2 separate regions of the Hordeum vulgare genome follow, and region 1 is linked to region 2. A link is a contact called in public Hi-C data. All regions are on one chromosome and are shown on one strand. The core of a region is the stretch at or near the end of the contact, and the rest is flanking DNA. Distances in the headings are between cores, read along the strand shown. Region 1 holds the start of LOC123443478 (26S proteasome non-ATPase regulatory subunit 14 homolog). Region 2 holds the start of LOC123443476.

Evidence for each region. A called contact is a pair of places that touch in the nucleus more often than the background predicts.
Region 1: a Hi-C map of seedling shows a contact between it and region 2, with 5 times the contacts expected there. The contact joins the promoter of LOC123443478 here to the promoter of LOC123443476 in region 2. A contact is called at or near these places in 4 of 6 Hi-C or Micro-C datasets (leaf and seedling) and 1 of 1 datasets of contacts at active chromatin or transcription factors (embryo).

The regions. Positions count from the first base shown.
Region 1 is chr3H:191,462,327-191,465,026 of MorexV3_pseudomolecules_assembly, reverse strand. It overlaps LOC123443478 (26S proteasome non-ATPase regulatory subunit 14 homolog), which reads right to left and starts at 1,364. Exons shown (of 6, transcript XM_045119856.1): 1 at 1,115-1,364; 2 at 849-1,026. The coding sequence starts at 1,241.
Region 2 is chr3H:190,897,833-190,900,532 of MorexV3_pseudomolecules_assembly, reverse strand. It overlaps LOC123443476, which reads left to right and starts at 1,317. Exons shown (of 12, transcript XM_045119854.1): 1 at 1,317-1,500; 2 at 2,569-2,700. The coding sequence starts at 2,587.

The DNA of each region.
Region 1 (2,700 bases), core at 115-2,614, 560 kb before region 2:
AGCTAGATGCTAAGACAATACAAACTTACGTCTTTCTCCAAAAGTGATTCAAGCATATCTTATCAGATTGGTTCACTCAATATTCAGCAATTCACTTCTTCTGTATATTATGTTACACTATGTAAGTCATAAAACCCTATAGCTGGTAAAGTGGTAGCTATGACAGGGCTGTGAGAATTATATTACAAAGGGGGATTCAAATGGCAGATACTCCACTGGATCACCACTGATGAAACCTTGAAATTTTAACTAGACGAGGATAATTTGTGATGAACTGTGCTCCAACATATCTTTCTAAATAAGTATAACCATATGTTATTGTCAAAGCATTGAACAAATGAAATTGGGAAATCAAGCATGGGGTAATTAGCAAATAAAGTACCGACAGTCACAAAAAGCTTATGGGAACTACAGCAACTAATATGTACTCCCTCCGTCCCAAAATTCTTGTCTTAGGTTTGTTTAGAAATGAATGTATCTATATACTAAAGCGTGACTAGATACATTCATATCTAGACAAATCTAAGACAAGAATTTTGGGACGGAGGGAGTACTTAATAAAGATATAGCCACAATATACATCACACAATGATCCAAAATCGTCGTATATAATACTCCACAAGGTCTTATCTTCCCCAAATTAACATCTTGCACTAGTAGCAAATCAACCACACAAGCCTGAACAAAAAGTATCGGCACAGGTGCGTAAATCAATTGGCATATTAAGTTGAGGTCGATCCTTTTCAGCTTTATAAACGAGTATGAACAAACTAAGTGCATCAAATCTGGCGTGGGAGAAGGGAAAACGCAAGGACCAACAGATCTACGATCCGGATCGGCGGCCATACCTGCCGGTCTGCTTGAGCATGTCGAGCATGTTGGTCTGGAAGACGTGGTCGACGGCCTCGACACTGACCCCTGTCCCGCTCTGCGGCATGGCGAAGACGTCGACCACCCGGACCGTGTAGTCGTCGACGAACTCGCCGAGCATAAGGCCCATGACCTCCATCGGCACGCCGGCCCTCCCTGTAATTTCGAACCGGTTAACCCCAGATTCGTGGAGAGGTAAAGGGCGTAGATCGGGGCCAAAGGGGAGCTAGCTTGCGGGACTGACCGTGCTTGAGCATCTTAAGGAGGGCGAGGGAGGAGATGTAGACCTGCTCGGAGGAGTCGAGCAGCGGCGAGTCCGACGGCGGCTGGCCCATCCCGCCGGCGCCGAAGATCCGCTGCAGTCGCTCCATGGCTTCTCTCGGTTGTTCGATTTGGTTCCTGGAGGAGGGGGGCGCTTGGGAAAGACGGCGTCTTTTTCTACGCTGCGGCTGCTGCTTCCGGCTTCTACTGCGACCCGGATCCCTGGATTTCTTTCTTCGAGTACACGAAGCTAACACCCGATTATTATTTTTTTTAGGGTTAGGCGGTTAGCTAACACCCGAGTGGCCCGGCTGGTTTGAAGTGGGCTGCCGTGGCGAACTCCGTGGCGAACTCTGTCTGTTGCATGGGCCGTAGTATAGACCAAGCTGGGCCTGAAGGCCTTTCAAATTTCGTCACGTCTCTTAATATCTCCTGCTTGCTGTTTTGTGAAAAAACAAACATGTCCTCTTGCGAATTAACCTTTGTCAAGATTTGGAAATAGAAAAGTCTTTGGATCAACCTATGTATCTCGTGAAACATCGACGCGTCGTATGCTCAACATATGTCCGCTGACCCACTTTGTCTCTAAAACATCGAACCTTTTCTTATCGAGTCATTCATCCTAATCCTTCCGTTATCCACTGCTCGTCCCAATCTCTTCACTCTTTCCAAGCAGAGCTCCACTGTAGATCGGACGAACGCGCCGGCAAGCTGGGTGCTGGGTGTCGGCCATGTGGGTATTGGAAGCCGTTGGACTGCACCACCGGCCTCTGTGAGGCATGTCGCTCCGGAGCCCGCTCCGCGGGAGCCGACGTTGTGGAGCACCCGCATCCATGGCTGGCAGACGCTGCAGCAAGATGCATCGGCCACCTGCTCACCACGGGAGTTGTTGCCGGCACGACGTTGGTCCTAGGTTGATAGTGCTACTGCAATCGAGGGACATTTCTACAACATGATCCTTGTTGCAAAAGAAATTCTGTAACATGATCTTTGTTTCAAATAAATTCTGCAACATGCTCTTTGTTGCAAAAGTTTTTATGTAACATGATCTTTCTTTTCAAAAAGAACGCAACATGCTCTTTGTTGCAACAAATTTTCTTCAACATAAACTCTACTACAAAGGTTTCTGCAACCTCATCTATGTTGCAAAGTTAATCTACAACAGAGCGCTTGTTTCTGCAACTCGACCGTTGTTTCAAGAATTAATTGGTTCAAAGTTATTCTGTAACAAAGCGATTGTTTCTACAACTCGACCATTGTTTCAGAAATTAATGGGTCGGGGGAGGCGAGTGAGCCGCGTGCGAGGAGATAGATTGGACGGCTGCGGGCGCGTACATCGCCCGACCATCGAGGTGGCAGGTGTTTCGTGCGGATCAACCCGTGAACGCATAGCAGTCCCCTTTGGAAATCCAAAGTCTTGAAAAAGGGTGATGCTAGGCGTCGGCGGACCGACGCTAGGTTCGACCGACCGCCCTGCATCCGTTGGATCAGCTGCCCCCGACGCACGCCTTTAATTCGTGACCACGAGCGAGGGGGGAAAACAGATACGTTGTTGCGCTCACATAGCTC
Region 2 (2,700 bases), core at 68-2,567:
CCCGCCACCGTCGACCGTCCGCTTCGCCGGATCCAGCCTTCGCCGTCGTCCTCGTCGTGTGCCCGCCATGGCCGGGGCGCACGTATACAAGTGTTACAAACGTCACCAAAAATTGCTGAAACGACTATTTAAAAAGCTTCAACCGTTGATTAAAAAAGCTGCAACCATACATATAAAAAGCTGCAAGGCAAATCATACTTTTCCTCGTTGAAGTATTTGGTTGAAGCTTTTTTTCTTAACGGTCGAAGCTTTTCTATACACGGTTGAAACTTTTTGAGGAGTGACCACGCGAGATGCTGCAGTCGGAGCGGCGTTTGAAACTTTTTTCATATACGGTTGAAGCTTTTTCTGTCAACGTTTATAACTTTCCCTCGTTGAAGTTTTTGGTTGAAGCTGTTTTTCTTAACGGTTGAAGCTTTTTCTACACACGGTTGAAACTTTCTCTCCAGCGTTTGCAACACAGGGGGTGAGATGCGACCGACGATTATCTTGATACATGAGTATCTAAGTCTTCATTCAATACAATTATAGCATGGATAATAAACGATTATCTTGATACATGAGTTATAATAATAACTTATTTATCATTGCCTCTAGGGCATAATTCCAACATTTCTACACACGGTTGAAACTTTTTTTCCAGCGTTTGCAACACAAGGGGGTGAGATGCGACCGACGAGGTGAAGACCGACGTGTATGAGCAGCGACGAGTGCGCCGGCGCTGCGAGTGCGTCGGCGAGCGGCGGGGGCAGCGAACGGTCGGGGCGAGCTGAGTCCCGGAGCGCGGGGCAGCCGAGGCGGCGAGCGGTCGGTGAGGAGGCGAGACGACGCGGTCGGCGCGTGCTGGGGCGGCGGCGCGTGCGAGGATGGCGGGCGGTGGGGGCTCGCGTGACGAGACCTGATGGTCAGGGAGCCCCTGATCTGACGGTTGCTGTGCGACCGGCGCGAGCCCTCGGGCCGGCACGCCGGCGCCTAGCAGTGCCCGTATGTAATTGGCTCTTAACGCGAGGCATAAAATCGGTCAGATGATTATAATCATTTTCTTAAGAAAACTTTTTTTCTTAAAAAAATGTTTTGATCGTGTCAGTATGATTGAGACGTACGCGCCCGGGGTACCGAGGTTGTAGCTGTAACTCGTGTGGACGACTTCACGTTTCCGTTTCCGTTTCCGTTTCGACAAGAGTAAGGAAAAAACCTGCGAACGTACGGCTCACGAGTCGCGAGTCCCGGGCCAGCAGGGAGCCGGAGCCGGAGCGAGCGGTGCCACGCGGCCGCGGCAGGGCACGGTGGCAACCCGCCAAAATAGGCATCCCGGTCTCGCGAGAACCAGCCACCCACACCACAGCCAAGAAGCGGCGGCGAGGGCGAGCGGGCGATAAAATCTCGCGGCCTCTCTCCTCTCGGTTTCGATTCCCGTCTTCGCCTCGCCAACTCCAACTCCAACTCCAACTCTCCCTCTCTCTCTCGTTCGCTTCCTCGGCAACAGGACGAACAACTCTGGTACGAACTACCTCCCCTCCTTCCCTTGCGACGCCTTCTCTTCAAATCGTGCCGCCGCCTCGTGAATGTCCACCGACAATGCCGTGTTCCGGCCGGGGCTCGCTTCTTGGCGGCTGCGTCCATCGGTCTGACGAGATTGAGTAGCCCTACTCCCGATTCAGCCGTCTGCCTCTTCCTGCCTGTACGTCGCGCCGGCTTTAGGTTTCTTCTTCTTTCTTGCGGCGCTTTTAAGGTTGTTAGTGGCGGAGACGCGTTGCCGTTTGACTGCTAGAACGGGGACGCGGATTCGCTGGCGAATCGATGCAATTTTGAGACGAGAGGGGACGGTATCTCGATTGAACTGGGCTGTGCCCGTGCCTCGCCGATGGGTCTTTCAATTTTTACGTTTCTTGATGCGATTATTTGAACTATGGATCCGCAGCATTTTTCTGGTTGGCGGCGGAGAATATGGGGATAATAGATAAACTGAGAGACGGAGAGAGAAAGAACGGACACAGCGATTTTGTTCGTGTTTTTGGCTGTTTGCGTAGGTGGTTCGTGTGGACATAGGAGAAGAGAATGAAGACCACCTGTATCTTCAAGTCCTTATCAATAATTTTTTCAAAATTCAGTTCATTTTCTAATTCAGCTTTCTACAGTAATGTTGAAATGCTTATACACAAAGCAAACTGCAACATGCGGGAAGTGGATCTTCTCTCTTCTCCTCGATCTTTCTTAGAACCTCTTCCTTTTACTTTTGAATATTCTTTCCATACTATTCTCTATTATATTCTTCTCTTTTAGCTGTTGTCTCTGAACTTCCATCACATCTGTTTCTTTTTTTAGGGATGGAACAGTTTTCTCTCCCCCATATTTTGAGCTAAAATTTAGACAACTATTCAATTTTGCTTCACGCATTTCAAGTAAAAAATGGAAAGCATTTTCTTCACATATGCCTATATGGTACTATTTCATAACGGAAATAAGAAGTTGCTAATTACACTAGAATATTTCCTTGTTCAAATGAGAAGATCAAATTGACAGCACATCCTTTCTATGACGCTCATATTTTGTGCAATTATTCCTCAGGTTTGAGCGCACACTCAAATGGGTATCTTCAGTGGAACGCCTCCTCCGAGCTGCCCATCAGCTCCGCATTGCGCGGAATGGGCTAAAGTCTATCTGAAGTACTGCCTGTGCAGCACAAAGGATGGTGTTGCC